7 separate regions of the Mus musculus genome follow, and all the other regions are linked to region 1. The links are chromatin contacts, called in public HiChIP or PLAC-seq and promoter capture Hi-C maps. All regions are on one chromosome and are shown on one strand. Each heading gives the region's core, a stretch centred on a gene start, on an enhancer-like site or on the middle of the called end of the contact. The rest is flanking DNA. Distances are from core to core; before and after follow the strand shown. Region 1 holds the start of Pitx2 (paired-like homeodomain transcription factor 2). Region 2 has its middle 13 kb from the start of D030025E07Rik. Region 3 has its middle 68 kb from the start of Gm52639. Region 4 has its middle 110 kb from the start of Gm40148. Region 5 holds the start of Col25a1 (collagen, type XXV, alpha 1). Region 6 has its middle 170 kb from the start of Gm52639. Region 7 has its middle 3.5 kb from the start of Gm52639.

The links. HiChIP or PLAC-seq counts read pairs in DNA pulled down with a chosen protein or histone mark. Capture Hi-C pulls out chosen DNA fragments and counts their contacts.
Region 2: an H3K27ac HiChIP or PLAC-seq map of extraembryonic endoderm stem cells shows a contact between it and region 1, with 6 times the contacts expected there. The contact joins the enhancer-like site here to the promoter of Pitx2 in region 1. A contact is called at or near these places in 7 of 39 promoter capture datasets (the 3T3-L1 cell line, the C10 cell line, embryonic stem cells and 3 more), 11 of 115 datasets of contacts at active chromatin or transcription factors (astrocytes, craniofacial prominence, differentiating embryonic stem cells and 8 more) and 1 of 9 other capture datasets (embryonic stem cells).
Region 3: an H3K4me3 HiChIP or PLAC-seq map of neural tube shows a contact between it and region 1, with 3 times the contacts expected there. The contact joins the enhancer-like site here to the promoter of Pitx2 in region 1. A contact is called at or near these places in 7 of 39 promoter capture datasets (the 3T3-L1 cell line, the C10 cell line, cranial neural crest and 3 more), 1 of 15 datasets of contacts at CTCF or cohesin (the NIH/3T3 cell line), 9 of 115 datasets of contacts at active chromatin or transcription factors (astrocytes, craniofacial prominence, embryonic basal ganglia and 6 more) and 1 of 9 other capture datasets (embryonic stem cells).
Region 4: an H3K4me3 HiChIP or PLAC-seq map of neural tube shows a contact between it and region 1, with 4 times the contacts expected there. The contact joins the enhancer-like site here to the promoter of Pitx2 in region 1. A contact is called at or near these places in 5 of 39 promoter capture datasets (cranial neural crest, embryonic stem cells, hippocampal neurons and 2 more), 1 of 484 Hi-C or Micro-C datasets (embryonic stem cells), 9 of 115 datasets of contacts at active chromatin or transcription factors (craniofacial prominence, embryonic hindbrain, embryonic midbrain and 4 more) and 1 of 9 other capture datasets (embryonic stem cells).
Region 5: a contact with region 1 is called in a promoter capture Hi-C map of liver, with 3 times the contacts expected there. The contact joins the promoter of Col25a1 here to the promoter of Pitx2 in region 1. A contact is called at or near these places in 1 of 39 promoter capture datasets (3T3-L1-derived adipocytes) and 1 of 9 other capture datasets (liver).
Region 6: an H3K4me3 HiChIP or PLAC-seq map of embryonic basal ganglia shows a contact between it and region 1, with 5 times the contacts expected there. The contact joins the enhancer-like site here to the promoter of Pitx2 in region 1. A contact is called at or near these places in 10 of 39 promoter capture datasets (the C10 cell line, the HPC-7 cell line, HPC-7-derived erythroid cells and 6 more), 1 of 15 datasets of contacts at CTCF or cohesin (stem cell-derived epiblast-like cells), 1 of 484 Hi-C or Micro-C datasets (muscle stem cells), 9 of 115 datasets of contacts at active chromatin or transcription factors (craniofacial prominence, embryonic basal ganglia, embryonic forebrain and 6 more) and 1 of 9 other capture datasets (pancreatic islet).
Region 7: a contact with region 1 is called in an H3K4me3 HiChIP or PLAC-seq map of stem cell-derived neural progenitor cells, with 40 read pairs. The contact joins the enhancer-like site here to the promoter of Pitx2 in region 1. A contact is called at or near these places in 21 of 39 promoter capture datasets (the 3T3-L1 cell line, 3T3-L1-derived adipocytes, the C10 cell line and 12 more), 1 of 15 datasets of contacts at CTCF or cohesin (the NIH/3T3 cell line), 36 of 484 Hi-C or Micro-C datasets (8-cell embryo, the AtT-20 cell line, the C2C12 cell line and 18 more), 16 of 115 datasets of contacts at active chromatin or transcription factors (craniofacial prominence, differentiating embryonic stem cells, embryonic basal ganglia and 9 more) and 3 of 9 other capture datasets (adipose tissue, embryonic stem cells and liver).

The regions. Positions count from the first base shown.
Region 1 is chr3:129,197,797-129,201,536 of GRCm38.p6, reverse strand. It overlaps Pitx2 (paired-like homeodomain transcription factor 2), which reads right to left and starts at 1,659. Exons shown (of 5, transcript NM_011098.4): 1 at 1,375-1,659. It overlaps Gm40149 (a long non-coding RNA gene), which reads left to right and starts at 2,628. Exons shown (of 4, transcript XR_867634.2): 1 at 2,628-3,740.
Region 2 is chr3:128,242,972-128,246,467 of GRCm38.p6, reverse strand. No RefSeq gene overlaps it. Among named protein-coding and RNA genes, the nearest start is that of D030025E07Rik, 13 kb to the right of the region's middle. Within about 2 kb of position 2,132, at least 2 of the 459 cell types and tissues checked have an H3K27ac peak or open chromatin away from gene starts, as enhancers often do. A contact at or near this core is called in extraembryonic endoderm stem cells, where this site is marked.
Region 3 is chr3:128,303,848-128,307,843 of GRCm38.p6, reverse strand. No RefSeq gene overlaps it. Among named protein-coding and RNA genes, the nearest start is that of Gm52639, 68 kb to the left of the region's middle. Within about 2 kb of position 1,318, at least 3 of the 459 cell types and tissues checked have an H3K27ac peak or open chromatin away from gene starts, as enhancers often do. A contact at or near this core is called in neural tube, where this site is marked.
Region 4 is chr3:128,648,250-128,652,187 of GRCm38.p6, reverse strand. No RefSeq gene overlaps it. Among named protein-coding and RNA genes, the nearest start is that of Gm40148, 110 kb to the left of the region's middle. Within about 2 kb of position 2,072, at least 1 of the 459 cell types and tissues checked has an H3K27ac peak or open chromatin away from gene starts, as enhancers often do. A contact at or near this core is called in neural tube, where this site is marked.
Region 5 is chr3:130,178,927-130,182,882 of GRCm38.p6, reverse strand. It overlaps Col25a1 (collagen, type XXV, alpha 1), which reads right to left and starts at 2,038. Exons shown (of 38, transcript NM_029838.4): 1 at 1,103-2,038; 2 at 49-118. The coding sequence starts at 1,399.
Region 6 is chr3:128,544,054-128,548,057 of GRCm38.p6, reverse strand. No RefSeq gene overlaps it. Among named protein-coding and RNA genes, the nearest start is that of Gm52639, 170 kb to the right of the region's middle. Within about 2 kb of position 1,432, at least 48 of the 459 cell types and tissues checked have an H3K27ac peak or open chromatin away from gene starts, as enhancers often do. A contact at or near this core is called in craniofacial prominence, embryonic basal ganglia and embryonic forebrain, where this site is marked.
Region 7 is chr3:128,368,433-128,372,063 of GRCm38.p6, reverse strand. No RefSeq gene overlaps it. Among named protein-coding and RNA genes, the nearest start is that of Gm52639, 3.5 kb to the left of the region's middle. Within about 2 kb of position 2,338, at least 9 of the 459 cell types and tissues checked have an H3K27ac peak or open chromatin away from gene starts, as enhancers often do. A contact at or near this core is called in embryonic retina, where this site is marked.

The sequences.
Region 1 (3,740 bases), core at 410-2,909:
AGAACCATTCATGGAAAGCTGAAAAATAAAAAGCATGAGGCCATATGTTTTAAATGAACTAAATTGGTGTGATTAGCCAGCAAATTAATTTGCAGTGGGTAATCATTTAAGGAAATTAAGATACCACTTTAGCACAGCCCCGTGCTTCACCATGAGCAAGCTTTCTTTAAAGCTCTGTGGAATGTGTGCTTCTGGAGCTTTGGAGCTACAGTGCTCAGCTTACAGGACAAAGCAGGGCAGTAACTTAGGCGTAGTTTTGCTGAGGCAAAGCAAAACATTCCATAAGTGAAGTAGCTACTTTGTTTTGAAACTAAACTTTGATTATTGGAATACTGTGCTCATTTTCAACGCCCCCCAAACAACAACAACAACAACAACAACAACAACAACAACAAGTCCTCAATTCACTTCAGTAACAATCTTTGTTTCTGTGAAATTATTGGTTTTAGGTGGAGTCTCCTCTAAATGATACTGCATGAGAATAAAATATCTTTAATTGTAACTAATGGTCTGAAAAGGATGCAGAGATCTCTTAAAAATCAAATTACTTGTTCGTTAAATCGTTTAGAATGTATGAATGCATATTATTGTAATTCATAATAGTAAAAGACTCTCTCCCCATTTTAATTTACCTCAAAAAAATACGGTAGTCCTACAAAATAGAATAAAAACAAAAATATCCCAGCCTCCTAGGATAGTTTGATTTCTAAATTGTTTAGGGAAGGTGATTTAATTGGAATAAAAGGACTGTATTTCGCTGGTTTGGAATCGCATGTTTTTACTTAGTTACCAGTTGCAAAATAGTGGCCTCTCCGCATCCGTTTAAAATGCATCTCCCTCAGTACAAGATTGGAGTTGACTGATGATCAATTTAAAGGATTTATAATCCGAAGTAATTGTGCGGGTTGGCATCTAGGCCTGGCTCTCAGGTAATTCGCTTGGGCCTGAGAGGTCACTAACCGCCGGTTAAGATGGAATCTCCTTTTTTTTCCAATGGGTAATGATGGGAAGGGGCTAATCTATTCCAGTAGCTGAAACTTTGTAGCTGGCCCTTTATCTTGACTGGGCTAATCCTCAGCTGGAGGATTTCTCCCTACCCTGTTGGCATCGAAATTTCAGGGAAGATGCCTCGTTTTAACTGCCAGCCATGCCTGGCTTCCAGTCGACTTCAACGCCGGGTAGGACTGTTCTAGTGTCTGCGATTGAGGGCGAACGGAACAGGGGCTCTGTAAGATCTGTTTGCCAACTGCGCTGAATCTGGAGAAACAAGCCCGGCGAGCCACAAATCATACACGGCGGAGGTTCTCCAGAGTGGAACAAATTTCCAGACTCGCATTATCTCACAGCTCTGTGGGAGAGAGGGCCTCCACTTACCGGCTACCGGAGAGAGAACGGCTGTCTCCCCGTCCCACCGCTTCCCAGGGTGACTGCCAGGCGGCCGAGGCTCGGGCTGCACAGCCAGCGCCGTGGAGCGGGTCTGGGTGGAACTGCGGGGATCTTGAGGGTGCCAAGTTCCGAGAGGGTCCACGCGGGGGGCTGCTAAAGCTAGCGGGCGCCGGCAGTTTCTGTCTGCTGCTCTCCGGCTTTCTCTCTCGGTCTCGCACTCTCTCTCCCCTCCCTCGCTCTCATCCCTCTCTCTTCCCTCCGCTCCGACTCCGTGTGCGGAGTGTCGTGACGTCAGCAGAGATTCCACCAAACTCCAGTGCACAGTGGCGCGCGGGCGGGCGGCCGAGCCTGCTGTACGCTGGGCGATCAAGGGGCGAGCACAGCCTTGGGCCACTGCGGGGGTGGGGGAGCGTGCAGGGGCGATCGAGGGGACAGGGGACCACTAGGGCTGAGAAGTGAGGCCCAGGGGCCCAGGAGACTGCGGTCCCGGACAGAACCCAGGAGGGAGGAGCGGAGGATCAGGGGCCGGAGGCAACTACCGACCGACAGGAGCTGACCAGTGGCAGGAGCTAGCACTCAAGCTGGGGAGCAGGATGGTGGGGATGGTAGGAAAGGGACAAGGATGGAATGGACGGAGAAAAAACGGTTGTGCGTCAAACCCCTTCTAAATCTGAGTGGGAGGGCCAGAGCCTGGGGAGACAGAAACCTATTCGCGCGGAGCAAAGTCTGGGTGGCTTACGAGGAAGGGACTAGCAAAGTGGCCCATGAAATGAAACAAAGGGCAGTGTGGCTTGGTTTGATCCGGGTGAGGCTTTCGAAGTGTGGATGTGAGTGTGCGCGCGCGTGACCTCCTTTCAGGCCCGCGGAGTAGAGGAAAGCTGGTTACTGTACTGATTGTCTACAGGGGCAGTGGGAGGGAATTGAGGGATCCACAGAGGGCAGCACTGAAGGTGGGTGGATGGATGGGGTGGCAAAGAGAAGATGATGACTGGGAGAAGTTAGAAAAATAGGGTGAGCTAGCGGCAGAAGGTGGGAGAGCCACAGCCGATAGGTGTGTGTGGGGGGGATGAAAGAAGGGAGGGAAGGAGAGAGAAAGAAAGAAAGAAAAAGGGGTAAGGAAGGGAGAGAGGGAGGGAGAGAGGGAGGGAGGGAGAGAGGGAGGGGGAGGAGGAGGAGGAGGAGGAGGAGGAGGAGGAGGAGGAGGAGGAGGAGGAGGAGGAGGAGGAGGAGGAGGGAGATATTACCAGACGATGACCGGAGGGAGGCCTGAACTACAGTAAGGCAAGGGCTAGGTCACGGTGGTGTCTGAGGTCAAGACGGGTGGATCAGAGTGGAAGAGCGCAGGTAGACAGGGCCACACACCGGCCAGTGTGTCGGCATGGGATCTCTTGCTCAAGTCTGGGACTCTCAGAGTCTAGAATTTCCTCTGCTGTACCTACACTCAACAAGTTCACCCCGGGTCGCGGATATCTCATTTTTTAAAATGACGAGGTTAAGGTTCCTGACTGAGAGTGGTATTAAATTGCACCGGGATGGGGGTGGGGAAGGAGAAGGAAGTTCCCCCCCATATGAGCGAATGTTCTTGAAAGTCCAGAGTATGTAAGGCTGAAAGGGGCCTTTCCTAGTCTACAAGTGGGTCCTACTTCTAATTTCATATTTTCTGATTTCCTAATGCGTCTGTACTTTGGAAACGAACAGGATATTTTGGCAGGGTCTTGCCTTTGCGTGGAAGGGCTATAAATATGATTCGCCTGGAAGACCAGGAGTGAAGGCTTCTGCCAGACATATGGGACAAAGTTCTTTCAATCTCAAGTGCATCCCTTCAAGATATGTTTTAGGAAAATATCAGAAAATAGCTGTACCTCATGGTTTGGCGTTTTTCTCACCAATATTAAACCTTGCCTGGGAACAAAACCCAACCAGACCCGCCATTAAACTGCATTTCTCCTTGGTCCCTAATTCTCCTTGGTCCCTAATAGAAAATAAAGTCCCCTCTAAAATTCATACAGCTTTTCTTCCTAAATCAGCACACCAGTTCATGCAATTTGAGGAAGATAATGCTGACTCCTCTGAAGGATGCCCACGGGATGTATACACAAGAAAAGTTAACCCAGGGCTACCGCACACACGCCGAGTTTCCTTTGAATCTGGAGGCTGTTTGGAGTATGTTCTGTGTTTTCTTGAATGACTCCGTGGTTTCAATTCATTGGTGTTAGCAGGAAAAACAGGCAAACAAACTTGCTCAATTTGTTTTGAGTGCCAAATCCCTTCACTTTGAAATAGCTAACAGTCGACTCATTTTATGGAAAGAGTTAGCCTCTTCAGTCTCCAGGAAAACCGACGAGAGATCTGCA
Region 2 (3,496 bases), core at 883-3,382, 960 kb after region 1:
CTACAGCCATCAGCACAGCTCACTGGGCACAAAGCAGAATTGGCATTTTCCTAATCTAAATTCCAAAGCTGGCACGTAAGCCTGATATATTGATGACGGGAAAATCTCAGCCTTCTGGCTATCACTTGGAATTCTCATCCTTTAGAGCAGAACATCTGATAAATCCCCGCCTCGCCTTGCTTTGGCTTGCTGATAATTTCATTTCTCGGAGAGCTGAGGAGGCGAGAATGGTGAAATGGTATTTTGAACCTAATTTTACTAAATCCATCTAAGTCAAAGGTGATGTTCAAACTATTTAATAAGAAGTACTGAGTGGGTACCCACAGTCTCTGTGGCTTTCTGTGGCCCAACAGTTAGTCCTTGAGCTACTGGAATGGAGGAGGGGTGGGGCATGTGAAAAGGAAATGGCCTGAGTATCCAGTGAATTGGGCAGGGGCACCAGAGTGTTTCAAGAGAAACAGGATTAATCCAGCGGCACCCCCAGTAGCTGAACAGCAGTACAACAGCTTTGTATGTATCCACTGCTTAAATTGTAAACTGTCAAGTCCCCATCACTTAATGCATATCGATCACCTACAAACTGTTAAGTCGTCCAACCCTCCCCACTTACTACTTCAGCCTCCTGCATTCGTCCCAGTAACCCGTGGACAGTTTCTTTAACCATAGATCTTATGATTTTCAGCCCCCTAAAATGCATCCTGACTCTTCTTGTCTTCAAGGCACTATTATGAATCCATTTAATACTCTCATTACAGAGTGAACTTGAATGAATTTGGTACAAAATCAAAATCTCCAGTATATTTCTGATGTCTTCAATATGAAAACATATAAGCTTAGCCGAAGTATTAGGAGATAGTCTTCAATTATTTTATCATTTTTTTAAAGTTTTGTAAATGTGTTTTCTTAATTGCTTGTGTGTTGTTGTTGTTGTTGTTGTTGTTGTTGTTGTTGCTGCTGCGGCTGCTGTATATGAGTGCACGTTTGTGAGCATGGAGCATTGAATTCTCTCAGAGTTGGAGTTACAGGCACTTTGGGACATTTACCTTGTTAATGAACACAGGGACTTTAACACCAGTCTTCTTGGTCATGAAGTGAGTGTCCTTAACCACTGAGTTATCTCTCCAGGCCCTGGTCCAATATGTATTTTGGCAAACTCTTTTCTTGCTATTTCTTCGAATAATCTATCTCTAAATATAAAACACAATTTTGAACTCCTGAGATTTTTTTTTCTGCTGTTGCTTTGGCTGGAATACAAAAGCCTTCTGTGTGGAAACACTTCACAGAACACTTTGAATGTAATCTTCCCCTGGTTTAGTGTCTCTTTTCATATGGCAACTTCCATACTGAGATGGTGAAACCAACATCTCTGTACAGTTTACCATGTAATGATATGTATCTGATCTCCCTTGTAGACACTCCTCAGGTAGGATCCAAGGGGGATTTTATTCTGTATACTGATAGCTCTTAGAAATAATGTGCATGCAACTGCCACCTAATAGTCATTTGGTAGATGAAGAAATGAATATTGCATGAAATAGGAAAACAGGGGAAATGATAAAACACTGGCAGACAGGTTCTCATCTGAGAACTTACCTGCCGAGAGAAAGGACTGCTTTTCTTGCTTGCTAAAAGAGAATATTCTTACGTTTAGTGAAAGGTGGATCCGAGTGGGAATCCTAGCACAGTAAGTGATGAAGGTGGAAGGGACTGAGAGTCCATAGACACAACTCTGGACTTAAAAGGCAACTTAAGCTAGAGGGAGGAGAGCTAAAGAAGCTGTGATCAGAAGAGAGGCAGTGCTCTGGACTGGCCTTCTGAGTACCAGCATAGGAAACAATAAAGTCAAGCAGAGCTGAGACTTCAACCATGGCCACAGCAACAGTAACAAAGAGCTGAGATGTCAGTGATGTCCACAACCAGAGTTCCAGTAAGCTGAGATTTCACAGGGTCCACAGCAACAGTAACAATGACCTGAGATTTCAACAGTGTCCAGAGCAACAGTAACAATGACCTGAGATTTCAACAGTGTCCAGAGCAACAGTAACAATGACCTGAGATTTCAACAGTGTCCACAGCAATCTTAACAACAGCATAGAACTTGTTATCCAGAAAACAGGGATTTGTCAGGGTTCTATTGTTTGAACAGTTGATCATTTAGCTAGGCATTGTGTAGTGGACTTCAACTAGGAAAAGAAAGGCACATAAGAAGGGTCAGGCCCAGTCTGTGAGAAAGCACTAAAACAATGCAATGGGGTGATTATGGTATGAACGAGGTAGTGCTGACAATGCCATGACTTTCACACAAATAGAAAATGAACCAAAAGCAAATGGCTCTGCTGTGTTTAGAGCAGAACTGGTCCCCAGCCCTAGGAAAACTTACTCCGTGGAACTGCAGTCAGTAGACACTGCTGTGAAGTTCCTGCAGCATCCTTGGAGTCACCAGAGGAAGAGACAAGTGTGAGAAGGGCAAACACAAAAACCTATGTCCCACTTTAAACAGCAGTGGAAAGTGGCTTGAACACTAGCATTTCGTTGTGCACGTTCACTACTTCTTAGAAGTGAAACAGTTTCAGAACATAAGTGAAATCTTGTCAGTCTTCTGCTATTGAAATCTTCTGTTGGCTTTTTGCCTATATATCATTTTAATTTTGCAAAACTGCAACTCTCCTTAAGTCTTTGGAATCCTCTCTAATTAATTTTATAGAACATTGATTAGTAGAAGTTGGACTAGTATTTTAAAAGAGCAATGTTTTGTTTTACATTTAAAAAAAAAAAAAAACTATGGTCAAGTTAAAAAGCCAAAAGCTACAAACAGAAACGATGACAAGGATACAGGAACCCTCTGTTTATTTAACAAATTTTCTTTAAAGCTTAGGTTACAGAGAAAATAATCATTTGAAAATGAGTGGTTCATCATCCTCCCGTTAATTTAGTGATAGAATAAGTAACCAGCTAATTAAAAGTTAATATGTGCCAGGCATGCAAGCAATGGCCTTCTGTACATCGTAGTACAGATGCTATGCTATGCTTAGTCTATGCTACATTTTCTGAAGGAAAGCATAGTTCTAATGGAATCAGTCATTCTTGTGCAAACAAGAATGTTGGGATAAACATCCTTTATTACCAGCCATGGTATACATTGATAAAACTCTTGTTGGAGATCAATATTGCGTTATTTTTCAAAGCTTAAAATACTTTTCTTATTAACTCCACTTCTCTACATTATTCTTTACTAAAAATTAGGCAAACGCAGGAAGACCCCCAAGGCCACATGTAAAAAATATAAAACTGTTGCCAACAGTAAGGACTTGGATCATCTTTTCACATGCTGTCACTTTAAGCATCAATTTAAAGCAATACCCTTACCTATCCTCTACCTCACTGCCTCTTTTCTTGAGTGTTAGGGATCAGTCCCAGGAACTTTTCCTGCCCTCTAGACAAGGTCTTTGCCGGTAAGTCACCCACCCAGTAGACGTAGGAAAATGCATAGCGAGTG
Region 3 (3,996 bases), core at 69-2,568, 890 kb after region 1:
ACTTAGTATACTGCAGTCTTCCATGGTTTGGCTACCTCCCACAGGCACATAGATATCACCAAGCTCTGGAAACACCTAGCTAACATTTGTCTCAACTTGTAAATCTGTACCAGCAATGGCAACTTGCAAGGATGTTGATACCTAGTCTGCATACTTGGCATTTTAATTTCTATGCAATTGGCAGAAAAAGGCAAATTATATTTTGAGAAAGTGGAGGCAGGAGGGTCAGGAGTCTAAGGGTAAATTGGACTTTATAGAGGAACTGAAGTCAATCTGGATTGATTGAGACTGTCTCAACATCAGAAGTCAAAAGCTTGACCTGGAGAGGATGTCACAAACATGATTTAAATGCCTAAAGGAATCTAAGAGACTCTCATGATCCCACACACATAACAAAGATCGCCAGCTATACCCCCTGCCAAGCCCGGAATGTCCTAGGTCATCAGACTGTGCTAGATAAAACCACTACTCTGGCAAAATTTCATTCATTCAGAAACACTGAGAACACATGTACCATGTGATAGCTAGCTAGTGAGGAGAGAGCATGGAAGAAGCGACACTCTAGGAAAGGCTAACAGCTTGCAGTTAAACTCCCTAAGATAAATTTTTAAACAAAGATAAGGATGTGGATATGAAAAAAATCATAAATACTTCACTTCAAATTGTGAATCTGCATTCCGTTAATAATCAGGGAATAAGATTAAAAACTGTAAATTACCAGACATATAAAAATGTTAAGCCACACATGCCAGTGTGTGAGTTCTAAAATATTAAGTCCTTTTTATGAGTGCAGAGTCATTAAAATCTTTTATTGTAAAAGTGTCTCAATTTTTAAGCAAGCATAGTGTATATTGTGTTCTCTGGTCATTTTATGCGAACATTTATTTCTCCACAACTTCCCCAAATATCTAAGAAATGGAGGAGAGTTTTATTTGGTATAATGTAATGGACTGTTCCCATCTCCCATCCCTCAAACTTCTCAAAAACAAAACAAAACAAAACAAAACAAAACAAAACAACCCTCAGTACTGCAAACTTCATCACCTCCCCACAGGAAGCATGCAGCATCTGCATTTACCAGCATAATAGACCATGAAATTCTTTCTATATATTTCTAAAATATATAAATTTCCCTGTTAGAAAGCACATTACCCTCCCCCCTCTCCAACTCTCCCGAAGTATTTAACCTTCAGACATACAGTTCCAGTGACCTGAAAATGTCCATAAACACATTTTCTTCTGCTTATCTAGGGCTCCATTCAGTTCATTGGGATCAATGTTTAGATTATTTCCAGAGAGGAGACGAAACCTCATCAATGCCTGCAGAATGTCAAGGGGTCATCGGAGCTTCTACCCAGCCCTGGAGCCTGGAAGGAATGCATTTACTTTTAACAGGCTGCAGCTTCAGCCTGGGAAAAATTAGTATGTCAAGAGATAGTCACTTAAGGGGTGAGGGGGAGAGTCATGTAAAGTTCCTCTTCCATTTGGCCCACTGGGGAGGAAGAGCCAGGACTTTAAAAAAGTTTGGGAGTATTAATGGAAAGGAAATTATGGCATCATTGAGGCAAACTGTAAGCAAACCACCAGTAACAATAAAGGTGCTAACGGGACACAGGGTCTGCAAGGCTGTGAGGCCAGCTACTACTGTGTGAGCTTCCTGAAGCTTCCTCGCTGCAATACCTGCTTTTCTTAGTACCTCCAGAACACAGCGGCTACACTAGTATGTTTTATTAGCACCTAGAATTCTCTATTTTAAGTCTGTAGTGTATTTCAGTTGTCTTTTTATTTGTGTCTCAATTAGATCCCCTCCTCTGCTTTCAGCACAATTGTAGAACACACACAGAGTTCTTTGCTGAAAATCTTTAGCAGGTGTTTTATTTTTAAAAGGAAAGAGAGAAATTACCTCATCTAAAGTCATGTTTGCTGACCCTGGGGAAGAGAAGTTAACGTGGGACTCAATTAAGCAGTAGTGAGGTTGAAAAATCAGGCCATTGTTGGCTATTTCTCATTAGATAGATACTTAACTTCTATTTCCTCATCTATTAAAAACGTACCACAAGTGTTACTTCAGAAAGTTGTTAGCAGGCTAGTGTAGAGTTAGTGTAGAAGTTACCAAATCCACAAAGGTAAGCTCACATTTATTTAAAACTATATCAAAAGACAAACTATTTTAGCACCCAAAATACTTTCGCATAATGAACACCAAGAGCACACAGGCTCTTCAAATAGATTTCCTCCCTAGGCTAATAGTACCACCAGGCCCTGCCATGTAGTTTTTTTGTGAAGTACACTAGATCCAGAGGCTAAATATCAGTTTGATTAAACAATTCAAAGGAAATGAGACCAGAAGTTTCACAAAACAGGTTATGAATCAAGGCTTTTATACCCAAAGCTCTCCGGTTCTCTCACACAGCCCTTGCAGTTTCCAATGGGTCATGCCCCACCTTGCAGGACTGTTTGTCCCTGAATTACAGCATTACATTATAGGATGCACTTTCTGTGACTATCCCTGGATTTGTGCAGCCAAACAGGGCTCAAAGAGGAACTTGAAAGCCAGGAGAAATCTACAGATAAGAGCCAACACCATTTCTGGCTTGGGTTGAGATCAGGTTTTTGCAAAATTATGTCTGTAGTTTAACAGGCTTTTGAAGGGGGAAATATAATATGAATTCCTACTGCTAAAGTCAATTCTCCAATACTTCTGTGGACAGAGAGCAACTCTGCCTGAACAGGTGACTCATTCCTAGGAATGACTGACCAAAACAAGATATAGCAAGAGGATTAGCAGAGACTCCTGCTCAGCCCTGCTCTCCTTTATACAGGGCTCACGAAGGCCTTTTGCATCTCTCCACGCTAATCCCAGGATATTTCTCCTACAGCATCCTTCCTCTGAAATGCTCAGTCCCTATCAAGGTCACTCAGCATGTTGTTTTGTTTTTTGAAACAGGGTCTTTCTCTGTGGTCCTGGTTGTCCAAGAACTTGCTATGTAGACCAGGCTGCCCTTAAACTCATGAGATCCACCAGTCTTTGCCTTTGCTGGAACAAAAGGCAAATACCACTCCTGGCTCATCAAGGGCCTTTTTAAATACAACCCTTCTCTCTAGAATCACTTCTTAGGTATAGTTAAAGCCCCTCCTAAGATCTCCTTAACTGGAAAATTAGGTTGCCATCAAACTTCACTAAAATATAATTATATCTTATATAAACATGGTTATGGTGTTATACATATCACAGCAGACAGTAAAATGATGCCAGGGTATTGTTGTCTTTCCAAGAGATTCAAACCCCTCCATGTCTGGGGAAGTCAGATATGTAGAGACAACCACAATTATAAAGTAGAGTATCCAGAAGAGAAATTGAGAACTAAATTCTAAGGATGACTTTGAAGGAATATGTGCAGGATGTGACTAAAGTTGAAAGGAGAGAATTTAAAGGAACAGGACAACCCTAGTAGTGACAAAATTTTCCATCTACTCCTCGGTTTATATGAGAGGACCAGATGCCCTAAACAAGTCTAATTCAGGGACCTCATGAAACAACATATAGGGAAATGGGCTTGAATAAAACCACAGAGCACATTTCATACAAGGTCAGGTTAGAAGAAGAAAAAAATTCCACAGTTTGCCAAGGGGCTTCAAGTATAATCTGAAGAGGGAAGTTCCAGTTCAGAGGATGCTATTAACTTTTCCTGGGAAAGTTTCTTATACTCATCTCTTCAGGTAGGAAGCAAGAATTTCAGTGTGCTTACCCTAAAAGCATGTTTAAATGTGTTTGGCCAGGCATATGAGGTCATTGCTAAGCCTGACTGGGCCAGGCACTTTGGTGGCTTTGAAGACTTTAGTGAGTAAAACACATTAGGTCCCTGTCATCAGGGCTTGAAAGGAAGAAGTTTCAGGTTTATTTGGTGGTGGGAAAGTCATCCCCTGTCTCTTTAAAGCAGGGAAATACTGGATGGGAATGACTGAGGATGGGGGATGTTCAATAATGTACCAAAC
Region 4 (3,938 bases), core at 823-3,322, 550 kb after region 1:
AATAGAAGACACAAGCTCCTCTTGCCTGTTATCCCACAAAGCTCCACTGCTTCTGCAATAAACACAATTGCCAAAGGCAACTTGGGGAGGAAAGGGTTTATTTGGCTTACTGATCTTAGTCATGGTCTATAAAAATAGGAAGTGAGGGCAGGGACTTCAAGTTAGGAGTGCTGGACACTCTCATATTAATCAGCTGAGAAAATGCTCCCAACCATGTGCCTACAGACCAGCATGATGGAGGAATATTCACAAAGTTCCGTTTCCGAAATGATCCTAGTTTGTGGCAAGTTGACAAAAACTGTGCTGTCAGCTTAACCCAGGCATCTCCATGGAGGCCTCTCTAGCCCCTCAGGTACCTCTACTGAGATCTCATCCCCAAAATATACAGTACTCAGTAATTTTTTAATCTTATACCACCCCTAGCTACTCCACCCTAGACCCAGAAAATGGCAGGCGCATGTTGGGAGAGTTGGGGTATAAGATCCTCCTACCATTATCATATAGAGTGCTGAGAATGTTACTTTACTTAGCTAGGGTTTGTTGCCTTAATTACCAACTGTGACTGGTGAGCTCTCAGGTCTCCCTCTCAGCTTAACTGTTAATGACCATAGATTAGCATTTAGCTTGAAGAATTCTTTATACTAAAACATTTTACCAGCAGGAGAGACTGAGACTAAAAATACTCCTTTTTGTTCCACTTTGTAAGGCCTGAGCCTTATACACTTTTCTTTGCATTCTCAAATAATCTTCAAATGAGCACCAGCAAGTTTCTCTCTTCAAGTGCTTTACTATAACTGTCTAAAGTCTGACTGTCGAATGTCCGAGCTATGAAATGAAAAGCAAGCAAGCAATGGATTAAGATCATTTCCGGTCTTTCAAATAAATTACCGTGAGGGACGAGTTTTCAATAGTTCTGAGCTAAATCACAGAGCTGATCCTTTCTCCACTTGCTCCAATGGAACAGCCCCTCTTCCATTGTTCCCTCCATCCTGGTGCTGGTCACCTGCTGCTCAGGCCCAAGGCCAGTGCTACATATGGAAGGTTCTGTAAGGTAGTGTCTTAGTTAGGGTTTTACTGCTGTGAACAAACACCATGACCAAGGCAAGTCTTAATAAAACAACATGTAATTAGGGCTGGCTTACAGGTTCAGAGGTTGAGTCCATTATTATCAAGGTGGGAGCATGGCAGTATCCAGGCAGACATGGCGCAGCAGAAGCTGAGAGTTCTACATCTTCATCCAAAGGCTGCTAGTGGAAGACTGACCTCCAGGCAACTAGGGTGAGGATCTTATGCCCACACCCACAGTGACACACCCATTCCAACCAGGTCACACCTATTCCAACAAGGCCACACCTCCAGATGGTGCCACTCCCTGGTCCAAGGATATACAAACCATTACAGGTAGTACAGATTTCTTTAGCAATTCTATTTTTCTCGTGGAACAAAAGTAAACTGTAGTGAAATGTACTGGCTCGGGTAATGAGAATCTGTTATTTCTCTGGATTTTAGTTGCTTCTCTTGTGGCTACTCGTGGGATGATGCCTCTCCATAGGCTGGATTCTCAGGAAGGGTCCAGAGGGTGGGCCCTCTTTGTGATTGTCAGTGAGCTCTTAGTTCTCTCGCCTATGATGTCACATTTCTTTTCAGATGATGTGTCATTCTTCAGTCTGTTAAGCAAACATCTGCTCACAGCTGTCTCCAGACAATTTCCAAGAAGGTGGAATCTATAAGACCACCTGGTGCCAAGATTCTAGAACTCACACTGTCAACCCATTTGTAGTTTCTTAGTGGTTTACAAGGCCAAGTAATGGCAGGACAAAATGTGCTGCCTCAGTGAAGGGGGCTGCAAAGGATGTGGGACCTTAATTTGGGACTCTTTAATGCACCGTAATAATATTTTCACCGAAACAAAGGGGCTCTCACACAGCAGGGTGTCATCTGAAAAACTTGCTTCCTTGAGCGTGACAACAACGTGCAAGAAGCTGTTCCCAGCTGCATCTCTTGAAACAGGGTTTGAAGTCCTGGGATCATTATAGCATTTGGGACATCCTGTGCCTGTCATCCTGCCGGACTGCATGCTGTCTTGCAGCCTGTTTTGTTTTTCACTGAAGTTGGAGTGTGACCCTTCCACTGTGTACACTGAGATATCCTATGGAGTTTCCAGGCCAGTTCAGTCTCCTGAAAGACCCATCTCAGCGCCATGCCTCATACTTCTCAAAGGAGAATTTCTGTCTGATACTTCATAACTGTGCATATTTCACAAAGGTTTTAAGTCACCATTGTTATGTCCTACAGGAAATCAACATCTTAACTTCAGGAAGAAAGATGGCTTAATTTTAGTGTTAATAAAAATGGCAACATCCCTTCTCAGCAGCAACTTACAGGAAGATCTATTAAGAAAGGCTAGTGTTTTAATTTACTATGACCAGGGAATTTTCATATAAAGTCAAGGCAGGGACTTGAATTAAAAAAAAAAGCCCCCAAAATAAGGACACTGGGAAATAAGGTTAATAGGAGCGCAGTAAAATACTGTACAAGATAAAATGTTGCTGTACCAAGGACTCTTCTGACAGCTTTCCGCACACAGTCCTGACAGCTCAGCAGACTTATAAAATGAGTGCTACTGAACAGAAACTGGTTTGTGACATTAATTCATAGGATGCTCTGTGGCTCCACAAGGATGAGAGCAAACAAACTAAGAGGATTCAGAGGCACAAGGGTTCCCATGGAAAATTAATCACTTCTTTAGTATAAATAGAAACAGACTACGTGTGAGGAGCAAGACTTTCCCAAGTGAAGAAAAGCCATTTTATTAGAACTGAAAACATAGGATGTAAGAGTTAGCACAGCTTAGCCTGCCCTAGAGTAAGCCCAAAGCAAACCTCTCAACTGTTGTTGAATTACCAGGTAAAATTTCTCAGAAAATTTCCTCTAAGCACATACATATCTTACAAAACTCCAGCTTTTATAAGAAAGCTACAAGCTAAAAATACCTAATATTTCAATATGTAAACTAAGGACAAATGCTATATTTGCTATAAAAATACCTCCTAATTTATAATTTTAATTATGTAGCCCTTCACATGTGATCATTTATATTTTTAAGCTATTATTGTTATTTCATTTCAGAATGTTCTCACAACATACTAATAATGCTAGTATATTAGTATAAAATAGAGTATGTAAATTGTAAATGCATTATTTGTTATTTATTTAAGACCTAGAACAGTTTACTTTGATTCTTGTATCCTAAAGGTTCACACTTCCTGGTGCTTCATATGTGGTAGTCACCAAAAAACAAAAACAAAAAAACAAAACAAAAAAAAAACAAAACCAAAACCAAAAAACAAAAAAACCCACATATTTAAGTAAATTTATTTAAAAAAAATTATAGAGAGTTTACATACTCAGAGGCACACAGATCCTTTACTTGATGAATAAATACATGATAAAATCCCCCAAATGTGCATATTTTGGTTGCCCAATTATTATACTATTACCTTGGACACAGTGGATACATTTGAAAGGTAAGTAAGCAGGCTTGGACATTGAAAAACATACTTCGGTGACAATCTCACAAAACTTGACTAGTAAGGGCAGTGTTGATGACCTTATTAAACACACAAGGCAGAGGATCACCTTTCATTGGGCATCTTAAAAACAGGCACTTAACTAGATGAAATATGTGACTATTAAATACCAGTAATAAGCTGTCTGCTGCCTATGCATCAGCACTACACATCTGTTCCCTATGCTACTGGGCTCCTCCATGAGGTAGACTGAGGGTGAAGGAGAAATTAAAAGTCCTTGAAAAATGTCAGCGGGAAAATAAAGGAGGAGAGATACGTGGCTTTCCTATAGTCTCATTCCTCTCTTTGTAGGCAGCGTAGTAAAATATTTAAGTAGATCAATGATACTAATTGTTTTATTTATGCTAT
Region 5 (3,956 bases), core at 789-3,288, 980 kb before region 1:
CCAGAGTTCTGCTGTGAAGGAAACGTTGTTAAATGAGGGCCGTTTTACCTGCTGGGCAGTTGCACTCTAAAGGTGCCTCCCTGGCCGTTCTTATTTTAGCCATATGTTCGTAGGATTTCTGTAGGGAAAGCAGAGGGGTTGACACAGTATCAGTAGCACTGAGGAGAACTAGACTCTCAGGGGCTCTCTGGCCACATGCCTGCTTCGCCAGCATCTGATAGCTTGCATAAGGAATATTTACATATGTACTTGGACTCTTGTCAAAAAGTAACAGAATCCAAGTCCTAAAATAAGACAATGACCACTGACATGGTAGCAGGATTGCAGGGTTTGGCTAACATCTTTCTCTAGTCCTCAATTACCACCCCACCCCCCCACCCCCACTTTCCTTTAGCCCAAGCATAGGCAGGCAGTGCAAAAGCCAGGCAGTGATATAGGTCCAAAGACGCTGGTCAAGAGTGCATAAGTGAATGTGAACTCTACACAGCCTCTCCATTGGAAGTAAATTTTAAATAAATAAATAAATAAATGGCCCTGATTTGAAACCAACCTTGAAGATAACTCTCAGCTTCAACAGCTCTACCTTCCAATTATTACCTGCACTGCATCCTTAACCAACTATAAAACTTTTTCAAAGTGTTTGAACATGAAAAAAAGATTCGAAGGGTGGAATTTATGATTCTCAAGCTCTATAGGATCGTTTCACTTGAAAGTGATTACCTTTTGTATATTAATAACACCTGTTTCCCTAACCTTTCCCTGGGAAGGAGATATGAGATCTTATATCAACAAAAATTGGTCTCCGTTGAAGTGAGAGCTCCCAAGAGACTCCAGAAAGCTACAAAGAAATAAAATGCCCCTCCACACACTCCCGTTATCCAGACCCCCCATATATGTCTAAGCATGCAAGCACTATGGAATACCCAGGGAAGATATCTGCTACAGACTTGATACTAAGCAATACCCAAGGTACTTAACTCCATACTTGGCATATACAGTCAAGTCAACTATGCAGACAGCTAAGGGTCGAAACTATCCCTGCACACAGGGCTCACACCTGTGCAAAACAGTATTCACGTGCAAAATACCCAGCCTTCCACACCTGAGCCAAGAGACGCTCCACTTTCTCCTGAACCATTGCCTTCAGCTCATCCACGGTGTCAGACAGCGGATGGAAGGAAGGGGTCCCTTTAGCAGATTCAAGAGCAGCAATCCTCGCCTGGAGGTCGTTGGTTTTCACCCCAAGATAAAAACAGAAAGCCACAGCAACCACTGACAAGAGGGTCGCCAGGGCCGTGCACGAGGGCATGGTGCCGGCACAACGCTGTCCCAAGGGGCGCGGATCTTCTGATCCAGACTCTCGTCCCCCTCCTTTCCCTGCAAGCTTCTTCACCAACATTGTGGCGGGGTCGCTGGCCTCCGCTACGCCTTCCACCTTCTATCTCCTCCAGTAATCTTAGAATGAGAGGAAGGGTCGGTTCCTCCAAAGTTCAGTCCCTGCGGCTGCACAACTAGTTGGTAGAGTCGGAGCCCGGGCTTAGAGATGGACCTGCGCGTGGCTCGGCGTCCGGATCAGCAGGCGTGGACCGACCGTCCTCCAGATTCTTTCTCCCCTTCCAGCTAGGAGTGAAAAGCACCCTCCGGCCGGGGACTGTGTGGCGCCGGGGGTGTTGTTGGGGTCACAGCTGAAATGAAACCCACTAGGGCAGCTCTCTTGACCCCCCCAATCCGACACCTCCTTAGGGGTCCCCCGCGCGGAGGCGCAGGGTCCGAGAGCCCCTCTCTCTGCTCCGACCTGTTGAGTCTGCCTGCCTATCTCTACCTTTTTCCACCCGCCGACCTGTCTCCCACCTGGATCAGTTCAAGGCCAAAAAGAAAAGGAAATACAGAGACCCGGCGAGAGCGCAGCCCCCGTGGGTGGTAGAGGAATAGAGAAAAAGAGGACCGAGTGACCCAAGCAGCGATCGTAAGCTGCGAGGCCCCAAAAGTATCTCCGCAGACCCGCGTGTGCGAGCCTTAAATACCCCGGGATGCTCTTGTGTGAGACAGTGCGCGCGCGCCTGAAGCGCGGACCGCCCCCTCCCGCAGGAGCCTCCTTATTAGCATAATATATTCACCTTCGCCCAGCCCGCCTGGACCCACGAAGGGGCGGGAGCGCGGGTGGGAGCGGAGCCCGAGGTCTCTATTAGCATAATATATGCAAATAGCTACAGCAACCACTGTGATTGGAGAGGAGCTTGGAGACCCTTCCCCCTCCCACCACCGAGTAACTTCAGCGTCCCCCTAAGGCCATCTCTCCGGCCCTAGCCAGGGGCCGAATTGAGGTCTGCTGTGCAGAGTGGCTTATACTGGCTTAGCCCAGCGCCCCCTATTTGGGTTAAAAAATGGAGAAATGGCCTCCTGAAGGAAAGAACGGAAGCAGAAGGCTCCAGCTCTCCAGATCCTCGCTCAAAGGCAGCCACAGGAGCTCCTCCATCTAGCCCTTGCGCGACGTTTTCCCTCCTCCCTCAGTTCGTTCCCACATGCCCAGAGGCAAAGTGTCTGGCTGACGTCTGCAGGGTACCTTCCCCACTTCCCTTCCTTCCCACGCCTTGCTGCAGATGACTGGGGAAGTTTTCTCGCCCCTCCCCCGTTTCCTCTTGTCTTGATGCTGCCCCCCCCCCCCCCCCCAGCTCTGGGCTCTTTCTCTGTACTAGGGTGCTAATGTGTTTTCCTGATTCGCTGTTTTGTGAGTGTTTGAGGCATACACATTTCTCAGGATTTAGGAAAGAGCTGAAGAATGAAGTCAGTTTTTCCTCTTCCTTGACTCTCAGCTTGCCTCTTCCCTCTGGATCAAATTACTAAGTCTCTACTGGGATTTTTTTTTTTTTTCTAAATTGATAACAAGTAGCATTTTGCATCCAATTGATTTTAGAGAAGAAAACACAACCCTAACTCTCCTTCCAAAAGACCTTCCTTTTTGCCTTTTCATCTTAAGAAATGTCACGTACGTTTCTTTCCCTCCCTAACCGATTACCACAACCAGTTACTACTATAATCAATGAACAAAATACCTAACCCGGAGCAGTTGCTTCTCGTGTGTAAACTACAGTGCCAAGGGGGACTTAGGATAGACATAGCAGGAAGCCTGCACTTATGAATCTCAACAAGTGGTTGCATAAAACAAGACCTCAAGACCTGAATAACAACTATGCTCACATGCCAACGTGGATCGGGGACCTTGCATGAGACCCGGTGCCTAGAATAAGAGCTACTAACAATCAATGGCTGCTGGAGGAGACTGTTTCCTTCCGGAACCAACTCCAGACTGTCATCTCTAAATACATAGACATATGAGAAACACTAAATGGACTCAAGAAGGATGTGTGTGTGTGTGTGTGTGTGTGTGTGTGTGTGTGTGTTCCAGGTAAGTAAGCTCCCTAACCCTGAACTCTAGCTCCAGCCAAAAAGTTTAATATGTTAGTTCTTTCCACATTCCAATTAACCTCCGTTGCTTAGTGTGGGTGTTTAGTGGGCCGCGGTGGTGGTGGTAATGTTGTACATGGGTTGCAAACTTTTTCTTTGCCAGTCCTCTCAATGTTCTCTCTTTGAGCCTCTGCTCTATGCCATCGATACTCTCCTCTGTGGAATTCCTAATTACCATCTTTTAGCTGTTGAGCAATGAATGCATATACCAAACCCAAACCTCCGGAGCCCCAGAATGATACAGCTCACCATTCGACATTCATCTCTCACTAGCAGTTACAACTTAGCCTGCATTGTTCCTCCAAACTTCTGCTCAGTTCCATTTGCCTTCTCAATATGGAGCTGTCCGGACTTCTCCTCACCCTCCTCTCCTTGTTCCCCTAAATTCCTTCAGCACATCCAGTCATCCCCCATCTCGCCAAACTTATTGCTCATGGTGTTCCTCTGCATCATACCATTTTCTAGAAATATGAGAGAGAAAAAAAGAATAA
Region 6 (4,004 bases), core at 183-2,682, 650 kb after region 1:
GGATAATGTTTTTAACACCTCATAGAGGAGCAGGCTGCTTCTGCTTCACACAGTACGAATCAAGAAAATATTTCTATTGCATTTTAGTTCCCCTCACTTCAACAAGTTCCCATTTAGCATCTTCTTTTGCAGTTCTATTTAAGTCAAGGACTCTGGATGAAAAAGATAACAAAACTCTAAGAGAAATGTGTTAGGCATGTTGTTGGTGGAATGCTGCTCTCAACCTGTGGGTCACAAGCCTTTTAGGGGTCGAACAATCCTTTCATGGAAGTCACCTAAGACCATCAGAAAACAGACATTTGCATTGTGATTCATAACAGTACCAAGATTACAGTTATGAAGTAGCAAGACAAAAAATATTATAACTGGGTGTCAGCCACCCACCCGGTCACCCCTGCCACAGTTCCTCATCCCATTCCTTCTTCCCATCTCCAAGAGGATGCTACCACCCACACACCACTCCCTGGGGCCTCAAGTCTTTAGAGCATAATTTAAAGAATTTAACATATTTTTGGTGTATGTTCACGTACAATAAGAATTTGTTTATTTACTTGCTAACCCTCATTTAAATGACATGCCAAAATCCTGTAATGAAGGGCATTTCAGACAATCTTAAAAATGGCAATTTTCCAATTATTATAAGTTGATATACAGAATAGTTATATATGTTTAAGAACGATTTTTCTTTAGTAGGCATTGACATGAGTACCACTGAATGATACTTCCTGGCACATGGCCTCTTTTTTTCCATCCTTCTTGTAACACAATAACATTGTTTCTTTTTACTGCTTTCTCTTAAATGTTCTCAAGTCTTCATCAAGATTGACCAGATTCAGTTGTCATTAAGCCTTTGAAGACTTGGTGGCACTGTCTGGGAAGATTGGCTTTGTAGGAGGCTTTGAACTCTAGCAATAGTACTCGACACTTTGTACAGCGTACAAGAGGGGGAATATTTCTTGCTGTGACAATTGCCAGCTTCACAGCAGCTGTGACACAAAATCTGGAAGTTTGTATTGGAAAGGAGCGTTAGGCACAGATGTTGGAAAATGATATCGGGCATTTTCAGCTACCCTTATGGAGATCAAACACACACACACACACACACACACACACACACACACACACACACAGGAGAGAGAAAGAGAGGGAGGGAAGGAGAGAGAGAGAGAGAGAGAGAGAGAGAGAGAGAGAGAGAGAGAGAGAGAGAGAGAGAGAGAATTAAACGAGTTTACTGAATAGACTGAGCTGCTTTAAATGCTCCCAGTCCTGTAGGCTGGTTACTTAAAAATTAAGGCATCTTTGTTGTTGCTGGATTCCTTCCTGCCTTTGCTGGGCTGATGATTGGGAAAGCCAAATTGCTTGCTTTGTGTCTTCCAAGTCTACAGCTGAGGTTGGGCAGGCTTTCAACATGAGCTACTCCAGCAAATAGAGCTGTGGGCACAAAGCCAGCACTTCCCAGGGTGCACTGCAGTCTATTTAACGCAGTGAGCTTCTGAGCATACAGAGAGTGGCAGGGCATCTTATTTACCTTCACTTCGGATTGTATGCTTTGTGCGCCCAGAATAGACAAAAGGCAATATGAGTGTGAGGGTCTGGTTCACATTCATTTGTACCAGATGGGAGAAGCTGCGTTTTTCCAAGATGCTTGTGGTAAAGCCACACTTGCTGCAGAAGAGAACAGAAATATGGCATTCAGCTGTATTTTTAAAAGTTGGTCACTTATATTAATGTATTAGAAGCAATTATTCTATTAAGCAAGTTTAATATAGTGAGTATATAGGATTAGCATGGTGTTACAGTGGGCTGGTCTCAATTAAAACCGTGCAAAACTATCAAAAATTGGTGTGATCTGCAAAACATTTTTTTCCTCTGCTTTGTAAAAAGCTTTGAAACCCATCATGTTTGTAGGAAATTCATATTGTCTCCAAATGGCCTGGGAAATATACATTTGAGAAAACTCTTATGGTGCTATATCAAAACTGAAGAACCTAGAACTCCTTTTTAAAAGATGGCTCAGATTCCTTTTACGTTTTGCCTGAGCTACTAATCATATTGGCCTGGCTCAATAACCTCATGAGTGCAGCTTACACAGGGTTTGGATATCCTCTCATAGCTGCTGTGAGTTCCTGTGTGTCATTACCCTGCTGTGTCCAAAGACACTGTAACCTTATAGTAAGCCATCCACCACCTCTGGCTCTTACTGTCTTTCCAACCCCTCTTTAGCAATGATCCCTGAGCCTTTAGAAGAAGGGGTGTGACTCACATGTCTTAATTAAAACCTAGACTGTCTACCAGCATTCAGAGGGGAGGCGTGGAATTCCATCTGAGAAGCTATTATCCATTGATAGCCACTGGGAAAGAGATAGTGGGTGTTCCCTAAGAGGACAGGCCCATGGTAGGTTGATTATATACTAGTAGAAGGCCACACATCCATGAATGCATCAGGCAGCACAAGTTGGACTTTGTCAGTGCAAAAAACAAACAAACAAACAAAAAAAGACACAAAGTTGAGTGGGTAGAGAAGAAGAGTGGATCTGGCAGGAATTGGGGGAAGGAGTGAATATTGTCAAAATACATTGTGCAAAATTCCCAAAGACCTGTGTTCCATCCTAAGAGGAAAAAGACCTCTCTTCAGTAAAATACTTGAACTTTTACTTGAAAGCCACCATGAGTGTAGTGTGACCTCTCCCTCTGCCATGGTTACACTTCACTGTGCAGACCATGAATAGTAAATGGTTGGAAGCATTCTTGGACACACTGTTGAATTCAGTCTTCTTTCTAGAGGCAAATGAAGGCTAAGTAATCTGTGGTCCAGGAAAAGAAATCTTTCCCAGATTCCATTGGGAAATGTTTCAGGACAAGGGTGTCTGAAGGAGATAAAGATAGATTTAAGACAGAGAAACACCCATGTCCAGAAACACACACCTAAGGGATCTTGGAGCTTGGTGTGCTTACGGATCGATAAAAACAAATTCAGAGTGGTGGGAAGCAGGGCACACAAAATGGCAGAAGGAAATGATTGCAGTGTCTATATCCTAAAAGAACATTCAGGAATGTATTCAGGTGATTAGGTGAATCTTAATATACAGGATATCATTATATTTAGGGCTTTAAGCTTGAGGATCAATATTAGAATTGCAGTGTTACCAAAGCATGAATTCAACTTGAGTGTAGAAGAGTGGAGAGTTAGTAATGTATTTATAAACAAATGAAGGGAGAGCTGGATTCATGTAGAATTATTGTTGTTGTTGCTATATATGGTATGATATGGAATGAATCTTAGAAAAAAAATGATTTGTTTAGGATCCAGTAAGAATTTTCCTTTTAAGAGAAAAAGAAGCTGGGCAGTGGTGGCACACACCTTTAATCCCAGCACTTGGGAGGCAAAGGCAGGTGGATTTTTGAGTTCCAGGCCAGCCTGGTCTACAAAGTGAGTTCCAGGACAGCCAGGGCAAAGGCAGGTGGATTTTTGAGTTCCAGGACAGCCTGGTCTACAAAGTGAGTTCCAGGACAGCCAGGACTACACAGAGAAACCCTGTCTCGAAAAAAAACCAGAGAGAGAGAGAGAGAGAGAGAGAGAGAGAGAGAGAGAGAGAGAGAGAGAAAGCCAGAGAGAGAGAGAGAGAGAGAGAGAGAGAGAGAGAGAGAGAGAGAGAGAGAGGTTATGAGAGGTTATTTCCCCCTCTCCATTTTCACATGCAAAGAGAATTGCCCATCTGTGAAGAGACCACTCAGTAGCAGGACCAGCTCTACCTCTAACCAAGGCATTTCGACACTTGAGTTTAACTAACCTGGCTGAAACCAAGGACTTATGAATATATCAGGAACTTAGACTGCTCATTTCGTTTTTAATACCAAAGTAAAATTACGTAAAGTTTTACTTAGCATGGGGGAAGAATACTACTTAAAGTCGTGGTACTGCTGTGCAACTTTGATTCTTTCAGCGGAGCTTCAGAAGAGCTAATGATTGTGCAACTCAGGCCTCAAGCTCACCTGTCCATGCA
Region 7 (3,631 bases), core at 1,089-3,588, 830 kb after region 1:
GGACATGTCTGGGTTATTCATGTTGTTTTTGTTTTTGTTTGGGTCCTAGATGTCTGGAGTTAGGTCATTGGCAAGATTTTGTTTTGTTTTGTTGATGTAGAATCTGATCTTGCCTTTTGTTGACTGGGTGTTTGGAATCTTGTTCATTGCTACCCCAACTTTCCAGGTTGTGGATCAGGCAAATTGTGCATGGTGTTCAGTCCTGAAGCAAATCTATGTTGATGTGTAACTGAGCTGTCAGTTTTGGCCCCAGCTTATCTAGGGATAGATAACTCTTGTCTCTTAGAGTAAAACTTCTATAGGCTTAGAAGATTTTTATTGCACATCTTATTCAACTCTTTTGTTTTGGTTTTGCAGTCCTCAGATAGGCATTTTCTTAGAGAAAATTTCAATGGGATTCTAATTTCTGGAAGGGACATGTGTCTGGGTTACATGCGAGAAAGCTCACCAGTTTCTGCAGGCTTCCTTGTCTATTAGGGGCTAAGTTAGAGTCAGAGTTGGTAGCGCTTTGTTGGGGCAGGGCAAAGAACACCACACTATCCTCTAGTGGAGGTGGATAGTGTGGGTGGAGGCTAGGCTGTGTCATTATCTGCGGTCACAGGTACAGGGCACTGTGTGAGCTGAGGTATCTTGGTAAGTAGAATGATGGGCTGATCTGGGATTTAATATCTGTAGGTTGGACTCTGTGTAGTGGAGACATGAGGTAAGGTGGTTAATACACAGATGGGAATAAAGACAGAATCTAGAGGGACCTTCTTAAGTTCTCGGTCATATGCCATGTAATGCCAGGTTGCAGGGTGAGTAGGGTGACTGGCAGGCAAGCTAAGTGGGTTTGCGGGACTCCTCCCACTCTAGAGTCTCTGGTGGGTGGACTTGCTTTCTGGTGTCAGATAATAAACAAAACAGTCCTGATCTCACCTTGAAGAAAAATGAATAGGTTTGAGGGCATCCAAAGCATTTGAGGCATTTGCTTTGAAGTTTAATCAAAATAGAATATTCTAGAGACAATTTGTTTCATAACTCATATAGCACATTCCTGAGCTTTTCCCAGACTTACCATCAGCACATATACTACTTAACTTTAATTGTATTTATTTAATGGCTTTTTGCTCATTTATTGTTTATAAAAAAGCAAAAGAGAGAATAAAAAGATAGTCGAACTGGCAGCCTCCGTTTCTTTCACAGAAGATCATTTCCAGTGATATCCATGATGTACTTGTTCGAATATTACTGTTGTTACAGAGCCTCGTGCACTGTATAGGTACCTCCTCGTGAGTTAAGCCTACATCTTCCTGGGTTTCTCCCAAGACCCATCGGTTTTTATTGGATCCCACTACAGTTTTCACAAAGATTGTGTCTTAGTGAAAAGGTTGCCATTTTCACACCCACAGTAACGCTTTTTAAAGTATTTTTTTAGCACTCACTGAATTTATATTGGCAAAGATCCACACCCAGAGCCTCAATAAATAGTGACATTAGGGACAGGAAAGGTGACTCAGCAAGTAAATGCCCTTGACACTAAGCCTGCCCACCAGAGCTCAAGCCATTGGACCCACAGGATGGAAGGAGAGAACTGACTCCTTGGGGTTGTCCTCTGATGTCCACATTTATGCTTAAAACAAACAAAACACACACACACACATCCCATAATAAAAAATTTAAGAATATTAGAAAATGATCAAATGTAGAATATTTGTATTCAGTACTATCTGCTTACTGTTTAGAATGGCTCATAAAAACGAATGGATTAGAATGTTATGTCTAGGGTCTTATAGACAATATTTGTTTTAACAGCAATTTTTAAATTAAAAACTGAGAAAAAAATCATATTTATGGCTTGACAGGTTAGTAAAATGAGTGGGATTTAAGAAGTGTTTAGAGGGTAATGTCAGCAATTTCCCTCTTCCCCTCACTCCCTGCCCCCCCAAAAGAAAACCAAATAAAAATCTGTTGTCTCCCCTCAAAGGGAACAAGAGAAAAGGCAAGGAGGGAGAGGAGAGAGATGGAGGGAGGGAAGGTGCGAAAGGGGAACTTAAAATGTACTGGATGGTTGGGTAGAGTGGTCAATATTTAAAAGCCCACACATGAAGTAACTTGTTGTTTAAAGAATAAGCAGTGACTAGCAGATTGGACCTTTCATGACTGAACAATGCATAGATGAGCTGAGGGCATTAGAGTCTAAAAGAAAGCTGGCCCCATTACTGGTAATTATAGTTAATCAGCAACCATTGTCTTGACAGAGATAGCGATCAACCATGAGCGCTAACCTAACAAGACTAATGAGGCTAATGGAGGATGAAGGAAGCAGAGCTGAGCTGAGCAAGGCTGGCTGCAGATCCTGGACAGAGCAAGCTTTCACTCCCCGTTCACTTACCACCTGTTGTTTTCAGACAAGCAGGCACAATGCAAGCTTCCTTGGAATTAGAGGACCCTTTTGTAACTCTCAGAAGAGACAGTGAGCAATGGTTAAATGCTTAGCCTCCTCGCACTGTGGGCACTAGGTATTTGCATGGTCTGCACCACATTAGCAGGGTGATACTGCCTTTTCATGCTCAAATGTGGTATGAGATCCAGCTGAAGTTGCAGCCCCTGGGAGCTGCTTAGCTGTGCACACTTTCAATCCATCCAAGGTTCAGTTTGCATGTCTGCAAGACCCCACAGATTCCTATGCATGTTAAAGTTTACCAAATGCTGGTACCTTGAATCAAGGGGTGACCTGGACTTACATATTATGTTCTCTGTTATTTAACTCTGTAGGTAGTGCTTCTTATATATGGAAAAGCTATGGCAATTGGTACCCAGTCAGTTATTCTAGAAATACATTTTATTCTACATACATCAGATAGATAGATAGAAAGAGAGAGAGAGAGAGAGAGAGAGAGAGAGAGAGAGAAAACAGGTGAGCATGCAAGTGTGTGTGTGTGTGTGTGTGTGTGTGTGTGTGTGTGTGAAGTCAGAGGTGGATGTTCAGGGTCTTTCTCTAGTGTTTTCTTATTTTTTTTTTCCATACACAGATTTATATATATGTATATATAGCCATCAATTGATCAGTGGGTAAAAGCCACTTATTAGCTAAATCCATTCACATTACAGATCCAGCTTCCACCTGCATCTGAGCCTCCAGTGATGAAGTTACTGATTTATGCCACCAGACCCAGGTTTCACAAGGGTTCTGGGAATATGAACTTATAATCATGTTTGCGTGTCAGGCACTTTACTGATTGAGACACCTCCCCACCTATAAGGAACACATTATGACATAAATTTCACTGGCTGTCTTTAATGCAGGATATCACAAGTGCCCAAAGAAAGAACAAGGGAAAGATTTCCTCTGGGCTGGATGGGCTGAAACAGGTCTGTATAGACAAGGCACATAGCCCAGAGCCATCTATTGAGTACAGCATCCTTTTATGTTTTGGTTCTATGGTTCTCCCAAGGAGCCAATGCATTGCAACATGCAGGACCTCACTTTTACAACATGAGAAAGGTATCGCATCCTTTTTTCTTTCATGTCTGTGGAAAAAAAAAATACCTGCATCTGAGAGAGGCAGTTTGACATGGACATTCAGTGGGAATTTTAATTAAGAGTTGCGTTCAGTGAAAGCTAAGGTGTGGTGTGAATCCGATATGA